6 separate regions of the Mus musculus genome follow, and regions 1, 2, 4, 5 and 6 are each linked to region 3. Evidence: chromatin contacts called from public Hi-C and HiChIP or PLAC-seq data. All regions are on one chromosome and are shown on one strand. Each heading gives the region's core, a stretch centred on a gene start, on an enhancer-like site or on the middle of the called end of the contact. The rest is flanking DNA. Distances are from core to core; before and after follow the strand shown. Region 1 has its middle 60 kb from the start of Gm34762. Region 2 overlaps Gm34762 (a long non-coding RNA gene). Region 3 holds the start of Xylt1 (xylosyltransferase 1). Region 4 has its middle 4.8 kb from the start of Gm34822. Region 5 has its middle 69 kb from the start of Gm26054. Region 6 overlaps Xylt1 (xylosyltransferase 1).

The links. Hi-C and Micro-C count contacts between places; a contact is called where the count stands out from the background. HiChIP or PLAC-seq counts read pairs in DNA pulled down with a chosen protein or histone mark.
Region 1: a Hi-C map of cortical neurons shows a contact between it and region 3, with 2.9 times the contacts expected there. The contact joins the enhancer-like site here to the promoter of Xylt1 in region 3. A contact is called at or near these places in 4 of 39 promoter capture datasets (frontonasal cranial neural crest, hippocampal neurons, pre-B cells and 1 more), 1 of 15 datasets of contacts at CTCF or cohesin (large pre-B cells), 22 of 484 Hi-C or Micro-C datasets (astrocytes, bone marrow-derived macrophages, cardiomyocytes and 13 more), 14 of 115 datasets of contacts at active chromatin or transcription factors (the 230-238 cell line, acute myeloid leukemia, bone marrow-derived macrophages and 9 more) and 2 of 9 other capture datasets (embryonic stem cells and macrophages).
Region 2: a contact with region 3 is called in an H3K4me3 HiChIP or PLAC-seq map of embryonic forebrain, with 5 times the contacts expected there. The contact joins the enhancer-like site here to the promoter of Xylt1 in region 3. A contact is called at or near these places in 3 of 39 promoter capture datasets (cranial neural crest, hippocampal neurons and second pharyngeal arch cranial neural crest), 3 of 484 Hi-C or Micro-C datasets (adipose-derived mesenchymal stem cells, cerebellar granule neurons and embryonic fibroblasts) and 9 of 115 datasets of contacts at active chromatin or transcription factors (PVALB interneurons, SST interneurons, astrocytes and 6 more).
Region 4: a Hi-C map of cerebral cortex shows a contact between it and region 3, with 3 times the contacts expected there. The contact joins the enhancer-like site here to the promoter of Xylt1 in region 3. A contact is called at or near these places in 7 of 39 promoter capture datasets (the 3T3-L1 cell line, embryonic stem cells, liver and 3 more), 1 of 484 Hi-C or Micro-C datasets (cerebral cortex), 14 of 115 datasets of contacts at active chromatin or transcription factors (SST interneurons, differentiating embryonic stem cells, embryonic basal ganglia and 9 more) and 1 of 9 other capture datasets (embryonic stem cells).
Region 5: a contact with region 3 is called in an H3K4me3 HiChIP or PLAC-seq map of craniofacial prominence, with 5 times the contacts expected there. The contact joins the enhancer-like site here to the promoter of Xylt1 in region 3. A contact is called at or near these places in 2 of 39 promoter capture datasets (hippocampal neurons and liver), 2 of 484 Hi-C or Micro-C datasets (cortical neurons and nephron progenitors), 1 of 115 datasets of contacts at active chromatin or transcription factors (craniofacial prominence) and 1 of 9 other capture datasets (pancreatic islet).
Region 6: a Hi-C map of cerebral cortex shows a contact between it and region 3, with 4 times the contacts expected there. The contact joins the enhancer-like site here to the promoter of Xylt1 in region 3. A contact is called at or near these places in 2 of 39 promoter capture datasets (hippocampal neurons and liver), 3 of 484 Hi-C or Micro-C datasets (bone marrow-derived DN2 thymocytes, bone marrow-derived macrophages and cerebral cortex), 9 of 115 datasets of contacts at active chromatin or transcription factors (acute myeloid leukemia, embryonic basal ganglia, embryonic forebrain and 6 more) and 1 of 9 other capture datasets (macrophages).

The regions. Positions count from the first base shown.
Region 1 is chr7:117,697,581-117,701,572 of GRCm38.p6, forward strand. No RefSeq gene overlaps it. Among named protein-coding and RNA genes, the nearest start is that of Gm34762, 60 kb to the right of the region's middle. Within about 2 kb of position 2,206, at least 40 of the 459 cell types and tissues checked have an H3K27ac peak or open chromatin away from gene starts, as enhancers often do. A contact at or near this core is called in acute myeloid leukemia, cortical neurons, forebrain and 2 more, where this site is marked.
Region 2 is chr7:117,733,260-117,736,943 of GRCm38.p6, forward strand. All of the region lies in intron 2 of Gm34762 (a long non-coding RNA gene), which reads right to left. Among named protein-coding and RNA genes, the nearest start is that of Gm34762, 24 kb to the right of the region's middle. Within about 2 kb of position 2,307, at least 6 of the 459 cell types and tissues checked have an H3K27ac peak or open chromatin away from gene starts, as enhancers often do. A contact at or near this core is called in embryonic forebrain, where this site is marked.
Region 3 is chr7:117,378,440-117,382,471 of GRCm38.p6, forward strand. Xylt1 (xylosyltransferase 1) reads left to right here and starts at 2,540. Exons shown (of 12, transcript NM_175645.3): 1 at 2,540-3,081. The coding sequence starts at 2,740.
Region 4 is chr7:117,854,260-117,857,977 of GRCm38.p6, forward strand. No RefSeq gene overlaps it. Among named protein-coding and RNA genes, the nearest start is that of Gm34822, 4.8 kb to the left of the region's middle. Within about 2 kb of position 1,887, at least 12 of the 459 cell types and tissues checked have an H3K27ac peak or open chromatin away from gene starts, as enhancers often do. A contact at or near this core is called in cerebral cortex, where this site is marked.
Region 5 is chr7:117,019,486-117,023,446 of GRCm38.p6, forward strand. No RefSeq gene overlaps it. Among named protein-coding and RNA genes, the nearest start is that of Gm26054, 69 kb to the left of the region's middle. Within about 2 kb of position 2,441, at least 3 of the 459 cell types and tissues checked have an H3K27ac peak or open chromatin away from gene starts, as enhancers often do. A contact at or near this core is called in craniofacial prominence, where this site is marked.
Region 6 is chr7:117,656,282-117,660,000 of GRCm38.p6, forward strand. It overlaps Xylt1 (xylosyltransferase 1), which reads left to right. Exons shown (of 12, transcript NM_175645.3): 11 at 131-464. Among named protein-coding and RNA genes, the nearest start is that of Gm34762, 100 kb to the right of the region's middle. Within about 2 kb of position 2,075, at least 9 of the 459 cell types and tissues checked have an H3K27ac peak or open chromatin away from gene starts, as enhancers often do. A contact at or near this core is called in cerebral cortex, where this site is marked.

The DNA.
Region 1 (3,992 bases), core at 956-3,455, 320 kb after region 3:
TTTAACAAGCTTCCCCAGGTAACTGTGATGTGTGCTCCTTTCTGAGACAGGCTCTCATAAGAAACATGTAGAGGTATATTTGAATTTCTCTCTGCCTTCCCAGTGTCTATCAGAGAGAGTTACATTACCCAGGGAACTCTTCAAAGGTGGGTATTTGCTTCACTGATGTAGCCCTGGTGCAAAATCCTCAGTGGAATTTTGTCTGGCTTGAGCTTGCACAGGTCTTGCGCATACCGTTCAACTGCTATGAGTCAATATTTCATACAACTTGTGGGCTGTGCCCCGGAAAACATTATTTCCACATAATCATCTACTGCCTCTGGATCTTACACTGTTCCGGTCTCTCTTCTGCAATGATCTGTGAGCTTTTGGAGGAAGAAATGTGGTCTAGATGTTTCACTTAAGTCTGAGCATTCTGTAGTTTCTTATTCTCTGCACCTTTATCAATTGTGAGTATCTATGTTAATCACCATCTACTTCAAATAGATGCATCTCTGATGACGATTGAGCGCTTAATTGATCTATGGGTATGATGGGAAGTCATTAAGAGTTGGTTTAATGCATATCTCTAACAGATAGACATAGGAGGTTCTCTCTAGGGCCACAGGTTGCATCAGTTCAGTCGAGGGCACATTAAAATGGGAAACATCTCTACCAGCTATACCTCTAACAAGGGGTTAGTATCTAGATTACATAAAGAACTAAAAATTACATAAAGAACTAAAAGAAAGTAAATGACCCAGTTAAAAAATGGGGCATGAAACTAAACAGAGAGTTCTCAAAAGATAAAATGAAGATGTCTAAAGAACATTCTCAAATGCCAGGCCCAGGAAGCAGGAATGGGTGGGTTGGGGAGCAGCGGGAGGGGAGAGAGGATAGGGGATTTTTGGAGTGGAAACTAGGAAAGGGGATAACATTTGAAATGTAAATAAAGAAAATATCTAATAAAAAAGAAAAAAAGGAAAAAAAAAAACCCTTTAGCCATCAGGAAAATGTAAATTAAAACTGCTTTGAGATTTCATCTGACCACAGTCAAAATGGCTAAAATACAAAAAAATAAAAAAATAAATTTCTTTTAAAAATAAATGCTCATGTGAATGTGGGGGAGGGGAACACTTACTCATTGCAGGTGGGAGTGCCAACTGGTGCAGCCACTGTGGACATCAGCATGGAGGAGTGTCAAAGGAGCCAAAAATAAATCTACCACATAAAAGAGCTACACCTCTCTTGGGCATATACCCAAGGATTCTATATCCTACAACAGAGATACCTGCTCATGCATATTCATGCTGCTCTTCATCTCTCTTTGTCTCCATATTCTTGCCATAAAAGTTTGAAACCACAGCTACAAAATTTGGAGCATGCGTCTCTGCTTCTTGAATTTGACCACTTGACTTGCTTTGTCCAATAGGAAATTAGATGTGACCCAGGAGGGCTTGAAACAGACTTTTGTGATTGGTTAGCTTCTATGATGACTCATCCATCACCAGGGGAACAGCTTCCTTTGGCTAGATGTTTCTTCCTGAGGCTGGGAATGAACATATAAGAATAGAGCTCCAATCTGTCCGAGGGTGTGCTTTACCTGCCATTGGGATATTGTGCCATTTGTTACGCAGCCATGGCTAACTGATAGTAATGGTAGCAAGTATATCTACCCCTATTTACAAAGCGTATGAGTTGATATACAGAGAAGATAGACAGTACAAGGGATGTGGAAACTGACATGGAGAATCTAGGCTCTGCCCCAGACTATATGGTTAAGGTATCTCACCTCTCCTAACCTTCATTTATAAATGGAGAATAACAATCACTTCCCACTTAGTCATGAAGAGTGAATAAGATGATGACTATTAGGGGCTGAGAACAGAGTGTGCAGTAAAAGCCAAGAAGGCAGGGAGGATTTCCATGAAAACAAAGTTCACCTGCAAGCGAAGCCATGGCTTACAGCTCCTATGTGCCAACAGTGCTGCCGTGCTGAGTCTAAGAATGTGTGCTGTCCTCCCTGAGACTTCCAAGGCCTGTGAGCATCCGTGCCAGGTGTTTGCTTCTTTTGTGGGCGTCTCTTCTTTCCTTTAAACCTGTTGCCACAAGAATGGATGTCCTGTGCTGGTTACAGACTGGCAGAAAGAAGGAAGGGGGTACCCCACCCTCCTGTATTCTCACTGGGAAATTATCCTCAGCCCTTGATACATTAAAATGGAAGAGCTGTAAATGCCAGTTGCCATGGCAACACTTTGCATGCCTCTCTGTGATTGGTGGTGTGAGTTCACTTTCCTTTGGGTGTTGCAGCCTAATTAACTGTTATTTTTGTCAGTGTGGAGGAAGAACCCACACTTGGGGGTTTTGGCAGTGATTGCAGCCCCTGTGGACTGAGTTAATTTTCATAGAGTACAAAGAGAAATGGCTGGACCCCAATAATATTTACAGGCTCAGAAAAGTTGCCAATGTTTAACTAAGAGTCAGAGAAAATACTCGAGTACTCCCCAACTTCCCTCTAGCAGTTTCAGTGTCTCTAACAATTGCTAAAGTTGTTTGGACTAGATTAGGGATAAAAGGCAGCTATGTTCGCAAACTCAGAGTCAGTACCTCCTCCATCAGACACGTACACACTTGCGTGTGTTGGAATGTTCGGCCTCACACTTCTTCCCCCACAAGCTGATGTGGCATACTGGAAGTATTCAAGCATAGCTAACAGGGCATGTGCAGTCTGTCGGATATGTTTCTCTATCTCCACACCCAACAATGCCATCCTTATTCTGCCAGTCTGGTGGACCCAGCCAAATGCCTCAACACTTCCGGAAAAGGAAATTCCATGTTGCCACAAGCCTAAAATCTAGGTAGCTGCCTCACTGAGGTCCAACCAGTCTATTTTCAATTTGGACTCCTGGGTGCACTGACTGTACTCAGGGTATTAACTGGACTGTTCTACTCACATACCTTCATAGTTTTTAAAACCTTTGCTTCTTGTCATGAGCTTTGGAGACACCAAAGACTCCTCTCTAGGAAAGGGGAAAACACATTTTTCATTGCTAACAAATGAGGTCCCTTGTAAATAACAAACTGAACTCTTTCTGAAGGCCTGGGGAAGAGTAAGAAGTGAACCATCAGCTTGGGGGCCAGACAAATGGCTCCATAGGCAAAGTGCTGGCTGTACAAGCGTGAGAGCCTCACAATTCAGAGCTCCAGCATCCAACGGCTGAAGGTGAGAAAAGGAAGAAAGATTGGATTTGATTTCTAGATGTGTTGGACTTGATCTCAAAACTGTCTCTTCAGAGGGCTAGTGAGCATTTGGAATTCATTTTCATGTCTTTGTTCCTTGAGTTGGGAGCTCATTAGTTGGGATCACACACACACACACACACACACACACACACACACACACACACCCTCATATTATATCAGAAGCTTGAAACTCTTTCCCATCAGCCTTTGCCCAGAGACAGAAGTATGTGAATTAGGCTCTACCTATCAATGAAATGGAATCTGCTTGCTACAGAGTAATCTACCCCAGTTGAGGGACACAAGGAATGCACATTTTCCAGAATCCCCAAAGGCACAGAGCCCCTGACTTCACAGTCCCATGCCCAGGGTCCATTCTACAAACTATAGCATAGCTTCTTCACACATGGACTGGAAGCCAGGTCCTCTGCAGTGTCTATGGGTATGTGCAAGCAACACAGCTCAATAGGAATCTCTCTCTCTCTCTCTCTCTCTCTCTCTCTCTCTCTCTCTCTCTCTCTCTGTGTGTGTGTGTGTGTGTGTGTGTGAGAGAGAGAGAGAGAGAGAGAGAGAGAGAGAGAGAGAGACAGACAGACAGACAGACAGACAGACAGACAGACAGACACAGACAGACAGTGGGTAAGTAGATCAAGACCAACCGAGGAAGCTCATTGGAAAGAAAACTTTTGGTTCCCTCATGAAACAGGTCCCAGCTCTTGGCCAAGAAACCAATGTTGAGCCTCTCTTCACTGGGGTGTTATGATGGCCACTAG
Region 2 (3,684 bases), core at 1,057-3,556, 350 kb after region 3:
CTCTATTGCACATTCATTTATTAAAATGTCATCGCGAACTGCTGGGTGTCACACAGTATATTATTTTGCCCAAACAGCTTTACATGCAAATATGTATTACAATGAGCCATTGGTCTGGTTCAAGGTTTCTGAAGCACCATAAATACTGGACTATCACTGAGCCTCATCTCAGGTATACTATTGCTGCTCAGAGTCAGGGTAATCTTGTGGCTGGGCAGCAAACCCGGCAACACCATGGCCCTGTGCTTTCCTGACACCTGGACTTTCTGAAGGATTCCAGGAGAAGCCTGCAATGGCATCCAGGCAATATTCCAGCAAAACCATGATGATATATGTCACCAGAAGACATAAATGTACAGACTTTGTGTTGCTTCTTGTTTGTTTGGATCACCCTGTTAAGCTCTGGCCAGTCTGAAACTCACTATGAGGCTTGGCTGATCTGTGATTCACAATCCTCCTGCCTCTGCCTACTGAGTGCTGCTATCACAGGCATTTTCTACTAAAGCCAGCCACACATTCTAACCTTCAGCAAAACATGTTACTATCTTGAAAGACAGAAAAACATTGTAAAGGTAACATTCCAAACCAAAGGCTACAGTGGAGGCTAAGTGTGAGCCAGCAAGGACTGAGTCTTGGACTGAATCCTGAGCCTGGAAAAATAATACTCAGAGACATTATAGGAATATCTGGGATTTTGAAAGAATGATCATAGATTATGTAACCGTGTTTCACAAATGTTGGATTTTATGATTTTGGTTATTCTGCCATGCTTGTTTTCATGGTAAATGGGATATGATATCTGAAATGCACATGTTTTAAGAAAGCAACAGGTGTATGTATAAATCAAATGTAAAATAATTGGTGAATATGGATGAGATTTTTCAAGCTTGTACTGGGCTTAACACTTGTCTATAAGTCTGAAACTACTTCAAGGTAAAGAGCTGAAGCAATGCAGTGTCAGGTCTTCATTGGGCAAATATGAGGTGATATGACTGTACATTATGAGCAGGAGTCAGAATGTTAAATAATTGAGGTTCATGTTCATGGCTGACAAGAAGGTAACTTGTTACAGCCACGTGGGAGCACCCCGTGATGGTGCTTACTCTAGCTCTTCTGACTGACCAGCAATGGAATGCAGAACACACCCCTATGAATGTGCACATCTGTAAATCTCTTAGTTTCATCTCATTGCTGTGAAGAAACATGACCAATGCAGTTCTTATATGGGAAAATGTTTAACTTGGGCTGGCTTACAGTTTCAGAGGTTTAATCCATTATCATCATGGTGGGAAGCATGGCGGTGTCCAGGCAGACATGGTACTGGTGGAGAAGCTGAGAGTTCTATGCCTTGATCCATAGGCAGCAAGGAGGAGATTGGACTCCACACTGGGAGGAGCTTGAGCCTAGGAGACCTCAAAGCCCATCCCCACAGTGACATACTTCCTCCAACAAAGCCACACCTACTCCAAAAAGGCCACACCTCCTAATAGTGCCATTCTCAATGGGCCAAGCATTCAAACACATGAGTCTATGGGGGCCATACCCATTCAAACCACCACAATCTCCAAAGAGCATGGCTTAGAGTGGATTATATGCCTCTGCTCTTCCTCATAGTGGGAAGCCAGAAAAAATACAAACGTCCACCAAAGTGGACAAGAAAAACAAATTGTAGCATCTCTGCCAAATGGATATGTACAGTGTAGTAAAGGAAAAGGAATTCTCACTATTAAAATAGAGAGCAACTTATGCTAAAATATTAAGCAAAAGAAATTAGACAAATATAGGGCATCCTGTCTGACTCCATTTATAGAAAGTTAAAAATAGGTAAAATTAAGCTGCGGAGTTAGAAGCCAGGAGGGCGGGTAGCCCCCAGGGAATGGGGTGAATGGCAGGACAGGGCTGTGAGCCAGGCCTTGGAGTACTGCTGATGTGGGTTTGTTGGTCTGGTCCAGGTTCTCAGATGACTGTCTGCAAACTCCTCGGGCTCTTTTTTGATCCATGCTCACTCCAATATTCTACATGTCAGTCATTCTTACCTAACAGAGACATGATTACAGCATCCAAACATACATACAGGCTGAGTTTTCTCCTGGATGGTTTCATCTTGGCATCTGGCAGCAGCCCCCTCCCTCATCTTTACATATAGGGAAACTAAGGCTAGAAAGTTGGCCAGCTAGTCAGGAGGTGGCTAAGCAGACCCTGCATTGTCTGCTGCTGTTTCAAGGCACCTCCTAATGAAGAGCACTTTGGTATAAAGGAGACCTTTTTGCCTTCTTCAAAAGGCCCCCTGAATAAATCCTGGATGCTAGGAATTATGCAAATGAGCTTAAAAATCAGAGGCTCTGCTAATAGAGATGAAGAGAGGAGTACTCTGCCAAACCAAACTGCGATGCGATAATGAGGCTGATCTTAACGCCACTTCTCGATCCTTATTTGCAAAATTAAGATCTAAGAGGGGGAGAAAAAAAATCCATCCCAACTATTAAAAAGTAGGGTGGAAACCCATGAGATAAGATGGTTGGAGAAGCACTAACGACCCAATTAAAAAAATGGAAGGCAGCTCTCAGAGTCGGCCCAATTACCACACAACCTAAGCCCTGTAGATTCAGTGCTGCAAGAAAAAGCAGAGAGGGAAATTAATGGTTTGATTTTTTTTTCTACCTGTGGCAGATAACTTTTTGAATTATTAATCTGTTTTCTTAGCCGTGTTTGGATTTTTTTTCAGCCCAAAGAGATCTTGTAGATTTTTTTGTTGTTGTTGTTTTTTGCCTGGAGCAGGCTTCTGAGTAAGAGAGGGATGGATTGTGTTTACCAACCAGGCTCAGGAGGGGGAACAAGAAGAAAGAAGCAGGAATCACCAGGGATCTGACGATGTGGGGATATTCTGAAAAGGAGAAACTCCGGTTTTTCTGATAATTCATGAACATTCGATCCCAGGACAGGCTCTAAGGCACCCCTGTGAAAGAAGAGGCTCACGTTTACAGAGCAAGTTTCATTTCACTGAAGGGCCCCGAGTGCTGAGCTCAGGACAAAGGAAGATTTGCCTGCTTCCTGTCCCTGTGTTTTACAATAAAAAGTCCCATTGTAACATTCAACTAATAAATGCTAAGCTATTGTGGGACTACGAAAGCTCATTGTTGATGGAGATTTAACTTCTTCCATTTATTAGTGCGTGTGCCTGTGTGTGTCACAGCACACATGTGAATGTCAGAAGAATGTCACATGCCAGAAGACATGGAGAAATTTACTCTCTCCGTCCACCTCCACCATGTGGGTTCCGGACATCCAATTCAGGTGGTCAGCTCAAAGGCAAGCACCTTGACTGTAATGGATTGGTCTGGTGCTGCTATGTATTCAAATGCTAAATTCTATACCCTAAGATGCTTGCTCCAAGATGAGGAAATCCTCATGCATGCCATCTGTTGTTGTGTAAATCTTGCCCCTGCACCCCCACCCCCTCCCCCAAGTTATCCCTAATTGGTTAATAAAGATGCCTACATCCAGCAGCAGAACAGAGGGGGTGGACTGCCCAGGTTCCTGAGCTTGGGGTCTCATGCAGAGAAGATGAGGGAGAGGAGAAGAAGGTAGAAGTTGCCATGGGGTAAGTGGATCATGAGCTCATGGCCAGCCAGTTGGAGTAGGAGAAGCCCAGGTAGAGAACAAAAGTGATAGCTTGGGGTTATT
Region 3 (4,032 bases), core at 1,290-3,789:
ATTTGGGCCCAGGATCTTTAACCTCAGTACTGAAGCACTAGGGCCCTGAGGGAGCTGAATCACAGCCTGGCCCCTGGAGGACTGCTGTTAGCTGTGTCATGTGGAGGAAGCACAGGTCATTGTTACTTTACAGACAAAGTGCAGAAGCGCTCTTGAGACAAAGGTGGGCTGGGGGCTGGAATATTCCACACAGCCAGGGCAGGACTTGGAGGCTATGTTTACATGACCTCTTGCTACTCATTTAGCACTAAGAACCCTGAAGTTCTTGGGGCGGGGCGGGGTGGGGGAAGATGACTTGACCATGGTCGGGGAAGCTCAATGGAGACTTCAGGGACAGCCGAGGGAAGCCATTCTTCTACTCCCACATGGCTCTATGGAACATTTGAATGGCTACAGAGATAACAGATTTACCCCAAGGCCAGAGGTGTATCTAGGAACCCTGGTTAGATTCATTTCCTTGATCTGACTTCCTGAGCTTTGTGACTGGTTTAGGGGTAACTTAGGACCTAAAAATTACTCTGTAAGAAAACGCTCTCTGCATCTTCTAAAAGAATCCTGGACTGCAGATGAATAAGTTACAGCTAGTCTAAGTCACAGAATCTAGGACTCTTGTGATGTTCCAGTGTGAACAGACACTGTGGGAGAAAGAGAGGAGAAAGGAAGAGAAAATTCTGTAGTGGTTGTTCTAGGTTGCTGGATCAAGCCATGCCTGGAGTTAGTGCTCTGCAATAACTAGTTCTACAATCCAGTAAGGCTTATTTTTAGATTGTTAAACCAGGTGTTTTATTACACAAACTATAAATATTCCCAACTGATATGCAGATAAGAGGAGACTGGTGAACCAGGGAGCTGCCTCTCCTCTACAGTCTCACTGTTGATGAAGTGGGAATGCCTCTGTCCCTGGCTGCAGAGCTAGAGGGGGCCCTGGAGCAGATTGTAGACTGTCAGGGTAGCAGGTTGGCTGAGGACACAGCTATCCCAGTAGCACTCTCATGAACCCACGGCTCCTTTGCAAATCTCTCTAGGGACGATGGTCATGTTTTCTTCTGAGATTCCATACCTACCTACACCTGACTCTCTGGCCTTCTAGCTGACTGTAGATCAGAGGCACCCTTTGTCACCTTGGGATGCTTGTACCTGATCCCACATCTGGCACACATCAGTGCTCTAATATGCTGGTGCAGTGGATGGAAGGGTCCACTTCTCGCCACTGTTGGCCTTGCTCTCTGATAGATTCTGTACATATCCACTCGCTTCCCTTTACAAACCAGGGTGATGTTTAAAAGGGCAGGAGACAAAAGACCAAGAATTCGCTGTAAGTCCCCAGCTCACTGACATAGGTAGACATCAGTCCCATTCACATGCAGACATTAATAGATGCTATGTATCAAAAGGGGAAGTCTATAAGACTGAGTCAGAGAGAGCTGGATGAAGTTTGAGTTCAGAGAGATTATTCCTTCCAAACTCTCACTGACAGAGCTCAGAACAAGGTCAAGGGGGACAGTCTTGGTGGCTCAAGGTCACCAGTCAGTCCAGGAAAATGCTTCTCCTTATAAAGCAAGGCTGGGCTGACCCAGCTCTGAATCTAGTGCACACAGCAAGTCAGACATCAGGAGGGCGGATGGTAAGAAGGGCGTTAAGGGAGGGAGGCTCTGTGGCTGGGAGGGAGACTTCAGCTTGTGGCCAGGGAGGGTTGGAAAACTTCTTTAGCCACCAAAGCATTCACTTGCCAACTGGATTTGGAGGATGTTGGATTGTGAGTCTTTGGGGACCAGAGAAGTGAGTCAATGAGCCCTGAATCTTTGGTTGGCCCTGGAAGGGGGGGGGGGTGACTCAGAAGTCGCAGTGCTTGTGCTGATTAACCTCGGCGAGTCATTGAGAACCTCCTCCCCATCGTTTCAGTCAGTGATCCAGGAATCCCAGGCTGCACAAGAGCCAGGACCTGTGACACTCCTACGTTTTCTCCCATCTCCACCTGCCAAGGTTTTCTCTCTGTGCAGCCAAAGATGCCGGGACGGAAAACTCCGCGCCTCCTGCAACTCCGCCTCCAGTTTTCTGCCACATGGAACACAGACTCTCAGGACCCTTCTTTCCCTTTTCCTGACCTCTGCAAGCTGAGCTGCCCTGTTGACTCTTCTATCCTCCACTTTCCGTCTCTCTACCCCTTGCACCGGCCTTTTCGCACCCGTACCTTGTTCCCACGCCTGTTCTGGGGGGTGTCTGTCTGCTTCCTTCGCCTCCACCCCCTCCCTCACCTTCTCCTCCCCACGCTGCCCTCGGCTCCTCCTCCAGGCCCCGCCCTCTGCTCAGGGCCCGCGTCCCTAGTGGCCCCTTCCCCAGCCCTGGTACCCCTAACGCCCGCCCTAGAACCCTGGGGGTTGGGTTGGGGACCCTGACCCAGGGAAAAGGGAATCTCGAGGGGCCAGCTCCCTTCCGAGCCGTGTCCCCGCGCGCGCGCGCCGCGCCCCCTCCGCGGCCTCCCCGCGCCCGCCTCCCGCCTTCCCCTCCTCCTGGTGACGTCCGGGTCCCTGCCCGTCTGAAAACTCCGCGCCGCGGCGGTGGAGGAGGCGGCGGCGGCGGCAGAGGAGGAAAGGGAGGAGGAGGTGGTGGAGGAGAGGAGCAGGAGGAGGAGCAGCGGCGAGCCCGGGCGACGTCGGCGGGGCCCGAGCGCGGAGCCCCCGGGATAGAGCGCGCACCGGGGTGTCCCGGCACCCCGCTCGCCCCGGGCCGCCGCGGAAGATGGTGGCGGCGCCGTGCGCCCGGAGGCTGGCGCGGCGCTCGCACTCGGCGCTGCTGGCGGCGCTCATGGTGCTGCTGCTGCAGACGCTGGTGGTGTGGAATTTCAGCAGCCTGGACTCCGGGGCTGGAGAGCAGCGGCGCGCGGGGGCAGCGGCGGGAGCAGCCGAGCAGCAGCAGCCCGCGGCCCCGCGCCGGGAGCGCAGGGACCTGGCTGCCCATCTGCCCGCAGCCCGCGGAGGACCTGGAGGCCGAGCCGGCGGAGGAGGAGCACGGGGAGGCGGCCCCGGAGGAGCCCGCGCACAGCAGCCTGCCAGCCGCGGGGCACTAGCCTCCCGGGCGAGGGTAAGGTGCCCTTTGGGAAGGGGATCTCGAGCCCCGCGGACAGAGAGACAGATGGGCGACCCTACCCATGCCTCACATTGGTCTTGGCCACACAAGTCCCGATATCCGAAGGGACTCTGCGCCCTGGCTGCCTCTGACTGCCCTGGCTGCCCTGGGCAGCTGCAGGGTCGTGCACTGAGCCGCGCTGCTCTGTGCGGAGTCTGAGGACCGCCCCCTTGGGGTCTGGAAAGTGAGCTCCAGAAGAGACTCGCTTTCTAGGGGGTCCTGTTTCCTATCACTCTTTCTGGGCGTCCTACTTGCTCTCTGGGTGGGGGCGTTGATGCCTCACTCTCCACTCGAGTACGTGCATCGGATCGTGACCGGATCCTCAGCCGCTGCTCAAGGGTAGTTCTCCACGCAGCCTCTTTGGTCTGAGCTGTTTGCTGTGGGCTGAGAATGAGTGTGTTAAGTCCTCCACCATGTCCCTGGTGCCCAAATCAACACTGGGTCTTGCAAGCCTGATCTGACTTTGGGTCCTGTTTTCCCCTCTGGGAATCTACTTCTCTCTCCACCTTCCCCAGTCCCCACCTTCCTCAGTCCCTAACCTTGCCATTTCTTGCCCTCCCTGACTTCACCTCCAGGTATTGCCCCTTAGTTCCAGCTGGCTGTCTCTGACTTGACATGGGTGGTCAGTTGCACTTACTGTCTGTCTGTCTGGCCACGCTATCACCACACCTCCCAGTGTGCTTTGCTCTTCTTGGATGTGAATAGTCAGGTCTCTGAAACTGTCTTCCAGTTCTATTAGTACCATCTGGTTGGCTAGGTGGGGCACCGGCTTGTCTTCCTCTTCTATCCCCAACTTCTTTGGGGTATCTGTTTCACCTTTCTCTGAGCTAGGAGGGCAGGAGATCTGAGTCCGTAACTACTGTACAGGGTCTCTGCTCTGCGTAGGAATGAGTGTCTGTCTGTCTT
Region 4 (3,718 bases), core at 637-3,136, 480 kb after region 3:
AGTTGATGCTTTGATCTCAGCCTTCCAGTTTCCAGGGTGAGACAGTACATTGCTGTAGGACCCATCTGGTGTGGGTACTTTCTCTGACTCCCATGGGCACCCCACACAACATAACACAACACAACACACAGAGAGTTGTCTTCCATGGCAGTTGATCTTCACGGTCAACACTAGAAAGCACACCTCGGGGTATATCCAAGCAAGTGTGTTCTGAGATGTTTACCTGAGGAGGAAAGGGCCACGTGCGGCAGCATCCCATAGGAAGAACATCAGAGTTCATCTCCCTGCTCGGTGACTCTGGATGCTGTGTGTCCAGCTGCCCTAAGGCCCTGCTGCCAAGACTCCCTGCCACGAGGCACTGTACTCTTGAACTGTGAGCCAATATACACCTTTCCTCTCTTAGTCTGCTTCTTGTCTGGTATTTTTGTCACAGCAACAAGAAAGTTACTAATCCATGCTCCAACCAGAAAGTGATCTGGGTGCAAAGAGCTCCTTCCCCTTGGAAAGAGGTCTCACTAACTTCGCCATCCCTAAATCCGAGTGTCTGAGGACAGAGCTCCAGTTTCTCTGCCTGAAGTTTCACTTTGAAATTCAGCAAGAATACAAAATTAAAACTGTCTTTCCTTAGGTGCTCATGGCCATCCATAATGCCGTCCTCTAGGACACCCTACAAAATAGACTTGGATGCTACAGATGAAGGGCAGGTCTAGTGAAAAAGGCAAGGGCAAAAGCCACCCTTGGAACTTAGGTGCCATGCAGGGTTTAACCTTAGGCCTACACTCTTAGAAACTGGAGAGCTGTGGCCTCTCTCTCTCTCTCTCTCTCTCTCTCTCTCTCTCTCTCTCTCTCTCTCTCTCTCTCTCTCTCTCTCTCTCTCTTTCTCTCTGACATTCTCATGTGTGTGTTCCAGAAAAGATACCTTTAAAAGCTGCACTCTGACCCCAAATCAACCATCAAAGACTAAAGACATTGTTCTCCAACTGTAGCTGCAGGGCCCACTCTGTGTTTGCATCAATCTTTGATATATAAAGGTAGGTGTGAGTGTGGTTATATGTGTGTGTGTGTGTGTGTGTGTGTGTGTGTATGCTGTGTATGTAGTATACGTGGTGTGATATATTGCCAGTCCTTGCATGGCTCCAAGGACAGACCTAACTGGGGAAACAAAGAAATAAAGAGATGATAAATACACACAGACAGACAGACAGACAGACAGACAGATACACAGAAGTAGCTGGGCTCTGGAGTCAGGTGGTGAAGGTCCTTGGATGGAGAAACTGCTACACCCCATGAGCTCAGTACTTTTATTACATAGAGTTGAACAGAGAGTTGGGGTTACTACATTCAGCAGAACAAGGCAATTACATACTGATGAAGAAGGAGTGGGGAGGTTATGGTGTGTGCCAGATCAAGAAAGAGGTTCAGCTAATCTCAGTGGGAGCAGCCTCTGTAGGAGTCTTCAGACTGTCAACATCATGGAGGAGTGAGCTGTGGTGAGCATTTTCTGTACACACTATCAACATTTGCTCTTAGATGCAAGGAAGTCTTTGCTAATTTCCCACAGGTCTGAGGCTTTGGAGTCCCTGACAAGGCTATGCCCATATCAATAGCACACATTCACTCAGGGACTCAGTCGGGGGGGGGGGGTTTCTTTACTTTCGCCATGTGTGGTATGGTATGTGTGTGTGTGTACCTGCTGGAGTAGATGCTCCCCTAAGTCCCCCTCTAGCTAGTGAGGTTCTCAGCCTTGGCTCCAGCTTCTTCTCCTCCATATCACTTGAGAGAAGGATATCTGGGTCATGTCTGATTTCATTGCTGGTGACTCAACAACCCTCCAGCGCCTTGGCATTGCTGTCAGCGTGTCTAACTCTGAGTGAGACTGAGTGTGCTCAGACACCTGCTCCATGGAGCCTCTCTGACTCTCTCACACACCACACACCACCCCAACTCTCCCTCTGCAACTGTCTCCTCCTTACGTCTCACTTGGCACATCACCACCATGGCTCATCCTCAGCTTAGGCAATAGATCCAGTAAACCCTCCCAAGCCCACAGATAAGCGTTGTGTTCCTTCATGCCCTGCCCGCCTCTCCCCACCCCCCAACATGTCATGTCCTCATCTTTCAAGCTTGATAACAGAATGTGCGTTCTTCTCCATAGCCACAGAATTTCTGGCTATACTACTGTGAACAGCCACCTCTCCATGGTACTTCACTACCAGGGTGGTTGCATCAGCCACCACCGCAGCTGCTGTCCCAGCAGAAGTGGAAGCTGAAAGGGCATGCTGGTTCCTTTTGTAGAATTGTACACACCACTTCCTGCACATACTAGACATGGACACATATACCCATCAGCCCAGGCATGGACACATCCCACACTTTGCTTCAAGGACAGCTGAGAAGCACTATCTCCAATCTACACACTATGTTCTCCACTTTACATGGAAAGATAATTTTACTGTGTGAGACAAAAGGAACTGGGTGAAGAGGGAAAACTAGTAGTCCCTTATTTAGCATCCTCAGGTATCCATGGCAACCTTTCCTCTGACCCAACCTGTACTCTGTTTCATGTTTCACAGGAGTCTTTGGCATTCAATGTAGCAGCAAGAGGGAACCGCACTCCATTCCCCAGCTTCTATGCCCCATTGGGTTATGGCAGGAGCTATCAGATAGCAATGCTGTCCATCTTTCTTCCAAGCCTCGCTGTCCTTCTGTACCTTCCCCTCTCCCTACTTTCTCTGACCTCTCATAACTTGCAATAAGAGATGCATCAGGACTAATAAAAATATTTTCAACCCCGATCCAGCAGGCCTGAGTTTGACTCTCTTACCAGCCATGTGGCTATAAAGAATTTCCCCAGCCTGCCTCTTTGTTTTCTCCTCTGCGGAACTGGGATGATCAGATGCAATGAGATTGTCCTATGGACTAATGGCTGCATTGGAAGAGCTTTGTAAACTGCAAGCACTGCAAGCTCCTGGCATCCCTTCATGGCTGAGACCACACCACTGCCTTCCGCACAGATAGTCAGTAAGAGGAGTTTATTAAAAAGGCCTTCGTTACAGAGCTAAGCCATATGCTCTTCAGGGAATCAATATGTTAAGCCACCCCTGCATAACCAGACAGGCTATAAATAAAATCAGATTCAAGGACTGTCCGGGATATAAGGGACCTCTGTGCACCCTGATTTGTCATGCTCCCGTGTGTCACTGTTATCATTGCTGCTAATAACAGCAGCCGAACCTGTCATTTATCAAATGGCCCCTCCACTCCAGACACTCTGCTTTCTATCCCCATGATGCTCCAGGAGGCAAGCTCTCCCCGGCTCCTCTCGCAGATGTGATACCGAGCTCAGGGGACATGAGCGATGTTCCGAACGCCACCGGAGCCAGCCTGGCATTCAGATTCACCTCCAAAACTCTTATTTGTTCATTTGTATTTTTTAACAAATATTTTTATGTGAAAAATAAGCTCCCTCAAACCATAAAAGTCAAAACCATCCCCTGATGACACCCCATCCTGCTTTTGAAGTCTAATGAAACCTGAGCAAAAACTACCGGAGTCCTTCCGACCCCTCCAGGGATAAGCACGGTTAGTTTTTCCTGCTCACGTGCTTTAATAGTCCTTAAATTGTCTTTCTAGTTCTCCCAAACAAGTCGTTTCAAACAGGAGGAGCTAAAACCACCATGCTTACGCCTACTGTAAAACAACTTCCCCTCTAAGGACT
Region 5 (3,961 bases), core at 1,191-3,690, 360 kb before region 3:
GGTAGCATTAATAATAAATATTTCAGAAATAAATCTGTGTTTTTCAAAAACAAATATGCCAAGACACCCAGAGTCACCTGTCACTTAGGGGAGACTCTGCTGCCTTCCTGAACCAAAACACTTAGTGCTTTTAATAGCTTCACTTTTTAATATTCTGTAACTTAAGGAACACACAGCCTTAGGATTAAATATTAAAATATTAAATATTAAATTGGACAGCAGTAATCCATCAGAAACTGAAACCTGCTTGTTTATCTAGGGCCTCTTAGGCACACTAAGCAATCCAAGCACAGTTTGTTATTCACTGAGGTCATTGCTTGCTTGCTCACATTTTTTTTTCCCAAAGCCAGACACACAGGCACCGTATACATCTTTTTATCGATCACTGTGGAAGACTTGAATGAAATAGACCCAATGCTTGCATCTGCTCTTGAAATACCCTACCTAGCATAGTAAAGCTAGAGGAGGTTATGTTTAATAGACAGCTGAGTATTTCAGTGAGGGAATGGATATGGTTTGTTGGTTTGCCTCTGTGGCCCATGCCTGTGACTTTGTCACACTTGTGTATGCAGCCTGTTCTTCCACACACACAAATACAATTGTATGCAGCCTGAGTTGTGAGCCTTGGATTCGGTGGCACCAACAGCCCGATGATGGGCTTAGTGCTGATATCATCCAGGACCAGTACCAAGCAAGGTCTGAGAAACTGCTTCTTTGATGGATGATAATCAGCGTTCCCTAGCCAAAGAAAAAAGAACTTTGAACCTATTTTTCTTGCCTGAGTATCAAATCTTTGCTCAGAGACTCAAATTCTCTGGCCATATAAAATCTGTTCCTGTGAAATGAGCTGAAGACAGACATTTATAATTCATTGTAAAGGTAAAGCTCACAGTTCAGTCAAGACAGAAAGGCGCAACTCCAGTGTCTTGGCTGTATGACTCTATCATCGAAACTGGTCCTCATCTGGTAAGAAAGAGGAGGGATCACTATGATAAAGATACACAGGTAGGATGTTACCATTCACAATTTGTAGGTAGAAATCAAGTCACATTTATTTCAGATACAGATCTGATTGTCCTTAACTCTAAGCCCCAATGCCAACGTGGCCGTTGCTGCTGAGTGTGTGCTGGGCAGTAGACATAGTGGGGAAAAACGAGAATGTTCTAAATCCCTCATGTGACACACAAACTAGATTTACTGTGCCACCACAGGCATGAGTTTGCCACGTCTGCTATTTCATTCCCGCTCATGCGCCTCCTCAATCCTCCCCAACAGAGCTGTAGTGCTCAGATCCTGACGTGCTCCAGGCTTAGCCACACACTCTGCAGAAGCAGCTTCTATGGTTGCACTCTTGTTGCGGAGCTGGCATGGCCTGCCCAACCTGCCTCCTTTTGTGTCTGGGCGAGGCATGAGTGGTGTGTGCATTCACTAGTTGCTCAAGTCCAAATTTGTCACCATGGATTGCCATGGAAATGCAAAATGGTAAGGAATCGACTTTCCTGAAGGAAATGTGCCAGTGTCCTGTTCTCAGCATCGAGTTCCACAACCCCAAGGAATCAGAAAGAAGCAGCGTCTCTTGCAACCAGAACCTTGTCCCAGTGAACTCGTAAAACAGAGGCACATGTACAACTCCATCTTCATTTCTCTTGGGGGATCCTGGTAATTATCACCTTCATTTCTGTTTCTCCAAACATTCTCCATCTTTCCAGTGCGTCCCTGAACTCAGTTAAAGCTTTCCTAGCTATTTAAGACCACACTTATCCATGCATCCACCAAATTTGAGAGTATGCATGTGTATGTGTGTGTTGTACACATGTGAATGTGTTTATGTGTATAGGTATGTGCAGTGCATGTGCATGTATGTGCATTCATATATGTGTTGTGCATATGTGAATGTTTGTGTTTACAAATATGCACAGGGGCATGTGTGTAAGTGTATATGGAAGGCAGAAGTTAAAGTCAGGTGTCTTCCTAAGTCACTCTCCACCTGATTTTTTTTTTTTTTTTTTTTTTGAGATTGGGTCTCTTACTGGTTTGGCAAAAGCTAGCTGTCCAGAAAGCTCCAAGGATCTCTCTACTCTGCCTCTACAATGCTGGGATGCTAGACATATGCTCCCACTTTGTTTTTTATAGATGAGTTCTGGGGATCCGAATTCTTGTCCTTGTGCTTATGTGCTAATCACTTTATTGAAGAGCTACCTCCTAACCTTTTACCAGATAGGTTAGATAATGTCTTCGATCTCCCTGAATGCAAACCTTCATATTATCTCATATTGGTTCACAGTTTCAGAGCTATGTAAGCAACAACAGCACTAATAGTAAATAAATACACCATTATTTTTATATGGAAGCTTTTGAACCAGCTTTTACATAAGCTATTCATTCAGGTATTTACTGAGCAAATAGCCATACAGTTGGTGCTGTCCCTGGTGCTGAATATGTGACACATGACGAATTCCTGCATTATTGGAGCACAGGGTCTTGATCAGCCATGGAAAACTACAGCCCGAGCCTCGATTCTTGTATGGTCTGTGAGTTCATGATATTAGTTTTATTGTTTCATTTTTGTGGCAGTTTTAAAGGGTTATAAAAACTGAGAATATGCAACAGAGACCCCATGTGGTCTGCAAAGCCTAAAACATTTACAAAGCAATCTTCCGCAGAAAAACAGGATGATCTGCTGAGCTGCAATGACCTCACTGTATCCTCCAAAGTATCCTGAGACACAAATGTTTATTCCATCAGTTTCAGAGCTGAGGAAACAGAGGTCTCTAGAAGGATGCAGTCTTGCCCAAGAGAGCCAACTAATATGGTTTGGTATTCAGTCTAGAACACATCTAGGTTGCCTGGGGTCTATGTTTGAGTTGTCTGTCTAGATATGGAAGTGTGAAATTCGTTTTTCAGACCCAGCTCTGTCCCAGTTACACTATGAAAATTACTTGTGTGATTGTATTGACATATTATCAATCCACCACATGGATTGGTATTTATTTATTTATTTATTTTGTTTTTTTGTCTGCTGTAGATGAGTCAAAGATATGCAAGTTCAAGTTAAAATTAAAAATAGTGGTATCTGAAAACCCTCTTGTAGTCTCCCAATTGTCAAATAGAAAAGGTGGACACAGATTGGTTGCTGTTGCCGTACCATTTCCGTCAGCAGCTTCCTTCCAGAATTATGCTCTTTACTCCAGTGATATGGTAGAGCATGCAGTCCTAACGGTGCTTCCATACATCTTGATTATTCTATTTGAAGGGCTGCTGGCACCATTTTGCTCTTTTAGAAGAGGTTCCCTCAAGAAGTATAAAAGGCAAGTCTAAGGGTTTAAGGCAACCAGGCCTAACAGATGCTACTGTGGGGACCAATGAGCCATCCCCCAGACCTCTGAATGAATATCAAGTCAGCTTGCAACTTTTATTCTGATTCTTTTGGCTTGGAAAGTTTGCCTTGTGCATTTGCAATGAGGAGATTGCTCACTGAGATGCCCGGCTTGTGTGGAAGGGCCAAATACCTCATAGAGAATTATTTAGCCATCCAACATCATAGTCCTTTCACCCACTCTGATCTTGCCCATCATGCTTGTAAGAATCAAGGGGTTTAAGAAGTGTTTTCAGAAGTGAGGGCTTGCTATTTAATAGGAACAGATGACTTATATTTTCAAATGTTTCTGGAGACAATAGCTCTTTGTCAGGCTTCTTTGTTGAAACTATCCATAAAGGTTTATAAAGGTGCTCTAGGCATGGTATCATACCTGGGGATCCTAAACTGAACATTGTAGGAAAATATTTTAAAAGCTCCACTGAGCATTCAAATTCAAAATTATCATCCTAGAAAGAAGTATATAGATTAGTCACATAGTAAGTCAGGCATCTAATTTTACATTACCTATTTTCAGTTAGGGTCAAACTTTCATATATTTTTATAAATATAGTGTATATGATGTATTTGACTCTTCATATGCAA
Region 6 (3,719 bases), core at 825-3,324, 280 kb after region 3:
TGTGTAACGTGAGTCCTAGGTGACTTGGAGCCTCAGCCTCCTCATGGGAGAAATGGGTATGCACAACCACCCAAGCAAGATCCTAGACTTTCCTAAGACTCTGTTCTGAAGATTTATTCTCTTGTTTCAGGTTGGCACTGACTGGGATGCCAAGGAGAGGCTGTTCCGGAACTTTGGTGGTCTTTTGGGGCCCATGGATGAGCCGGTGGGGATGCAGAAATGGGGAAAGGGGCCCAATGTGACCGTGACTGTTATTTGGGTGGATCCTGTCAACGTCATTGCAGCCACCTATGATATCCTGATTGAGTCCACTGCGGAATTCACACACTACAAGCCCCCTTTGAATCTGCCTCTGAGGCCTGGGGTCTGGACAGTGAAGATTCTCCATCACTGGGTGCCAGTGGCAGAGACCAAATTCCTTGTGGCACCTTTGACCTTTTCCAACAAGCAGCCCATCAAACCAGGTGAGTGCTCTCAGGGTCCCTGAGGAGGAGAGGGTCCATCCCATGGAGCCCTGGGACCCCATGCCCAACATGACACATGAGGCTGCCTTGCAGAGAGCAAAGCTTCCCCAATTGGGTTTTTTCCCTACTTGTTTACCCTATAGAGCTGGCTCATTTCCTCCTTGTACACAGAGGCAGTGCCATCTGTGTGGGTGTTTATCAGCTGCTGGCCCACTGGACTGCCACAAGGCTCTGTTCATATTTAAGACAAGCTGGGTACTAATCCTAGACACACACTGAGTTTTAACATGGCTTCTTGGCTGTTTGGAAAATGATAATTACTGATGCAATTCTGCTCATAGAATATGTGATACCCTAAGTAAAAAGGACAAACCGTACACTGGTGGAAGATGTTTGCTCCCCAAAATATACTAAAAAATAATCCCATAAATAAGAGTTTGGCAAACTATGAGCCCCAGTTAACTATGGGCATTTCTGGTCTTTATTTTTAAAAAAAATCTTACAGGGAACATGGCCATGGGCACTTGTGGACACAGTACCTATGTCTGCTTTGGGCTTTAGTGGCAGACTCCAACAGTCAGGACAGAGACTGACTCAGAAATGCTGTCTCAGAAATCAAAACCATTTAGCCCCTGAAGACGATGAGTGCCATTGGCAGCTATAACAGAGAGAGAAATAAGGAAGAAAAAATGAGAACAAAATAAAGAGGAAAAAATGAATTTCCCACATATGTATAATTTAAAGCAAAAGTAACAACAAAAAACCTCACCCTCATTAATAATGAGAGGCAATAATGAAAATTACAAGCAAAAAGAGGTTCCAGAATGGGAAATAAATGTGTGCCTGTGATGGTCAGTCAGTGCCACAGGGCAGGTCAGAGATGCATGGACATCTATCCAAGGCTCCTGAGGGCTCAGTATATAGGCTGCGTTTGTGGGACAGGTGACGCCCTTCTCCTCATAGTGCATACACACACCTACCACAGAAATCCCACATTCAGGAGTAGGCCTGTGGAAGAGACAGAGGCAGGAATTGTAGCAGAATTGTTCATAGCACACAAAACCACAAACAAGCTACAAGTTGCCCACTCAAAAGCACAGTGTGTGGTCGGTGTGCACAGTCGCGTCCTGTGTCCTAGAGACAGCAATCAAGATCAGTGCCATGCAACTGGAAAACACGCTGGATGAGGAAAACTGATCACAGAATAAGCCATGCTTAGGATTACTTCATTTAAGGTTCAAAACCAGGAAAAAGTCAACAATATCTTAACTATTTCGGGATCCACATGGGAGCAGGAAGCTAAGAGAACGAAGGAGGCTGCTGGCCTTTGCTTCCTGTGAGCACAGAGTCCAGAGAGACAGAGACCGAGCCCCTAATGGCTACCTTGTTTTTATTCCAGATTTACACTTGGGTTTCTATTTTTTCATAGACTTCCATTTGTCAATAACATCTCTTTTGGCTAAATTCTTGCCCTTCGGGGCTTACCACTTCGGCCAGCCTGCCTGAGCACTTCTTTCTAACACCTTTGACGGTGTTAAACCATAAGCACAAGCCTGTGTCCTAAGCACAGAGCCAGACTTTGGATGCTGTGGTACATTCTGTACCAAGCAGGCTTTTGTAGCCTTCTAAGTCGGTGCATGGAAGCTGCCAGCTAGAGAAATTCCACCATTCAAACCACAGGCTGTTCCTTTCTGGACACAGTACCTTCTGTTGTTTGATGATGGCTTTGTGGCAGAAAGTGCTAAAAGGAAGATTCTGGAAAATAAAACTGTATGTTCCCACTCCCAGACAGACTCATAGAAACAGGATTCCTGAGTTTCCTAGTACAACCACCCCTTGGTGCCTATGGAGAATTGGTTCCAGGGTCTTTCTTGATTATAAAAACTGCAGGTGTATTAGTTCCTTAAGAGCATGGCATTTGCATATGCCATTCTCCCTTTCACTGTAAATCATTTCTAAATGGCTCATGATGCCTAATACAATATGAATGCATACACACAGCTGTGGTACGTTGCTTAAGAGATGATGACGATAAAAGCTACGTAGACCTGACCAGCATGCACAGTTTTCCCCAGGAACTGCCCTGAGTTACAGAGAGTATCTGGACTGTCCGTCTGCATGTTACACAACACAAGCCCAGGAGCTAGATACACATGACAGTCCTGCTAAGTGGGAAGCATTCCCACTTGGCAGATACCAAGTGCCATACTGATAACACATCCCAGGAAGACACAGATGTGGGATGGGTGCCTACAGTCCTGGAAAAAAAGGTCTTGGCTTGAATCCTGGCAGCTTCTGCTGAGTCTTTGTGCTGAACAAGCAAATACCTAGACACCTGGTGTCTTCTTAAAGTCTGGGCCTCTGCTCCAGAATTAGCCAAGACACAGCCCACCTACTTAGTATCTTCAAGTGTCCCTTCACGAGCATCTTTTCACATCCTTAAAGACCTAAAAGGCAAGTGTGAAGAAGAGGGACTGGAGCCACACATCCTCCCTGTGTCAGGTACAGCTCTGGGACAGGACAAAGGATGCTCTAAATCCACCCACCCCACAAAAGGAGTGCAGGATCCTGCTGGTGGTCGTGATCTCTCCAATATTTTCTCCTGTGATTTCCAAGAAGGTGGGAGCTGCTCCCAGCATCCCCAGAAAGACCTTGGGTCAGAAGTACTCTAGGGAAGCAGGTCCCCTGTTGGCAGTAATTGTATTTGTTAATGAGACAAGGAACACTGAGGTGGGAGTAATGCAATTTGTGAAATGATTCATCTTGAGTAATTTACTATTGATGCGTCCCTGGTAATCTAAGAAGTCTGATGAGGTGGAATTGAGGAAAATTTAATTATGGAGGCAAGCATCCGAGCTGATGCCGTGGTGCTGTTTCCCACATTAACCTCTTTTCTCATAAAGTGCTATGGCTTTTTTTTTTTTCTGTATCAGCCACAGTATTTTGCTCCCAATATTTCAATGTCTGTTAGCTGTTCCTCTTGCTTTGAATTGCCCCACCGTTTGTCAGCCTGGGAATCTCTCAATCACCTCCTCCTACCTCTGCAGGGTAGAAGCACAAAGAGACTCATAGAGCAATTAGGACATGCAGCAAAGACAGAAGGCCCTTTTCTCCTGCACATAGTGTTGGTGCTACCAACCCTGCCTTCCAGTATCGTGCCTATGGTCAAAACCTGACTTGTTGAAATTTCATTTGACCAAGAATCAGATCCTTTTCAAATAGGATACACCTTGCTTGTCTCCTACACCCCCAAAT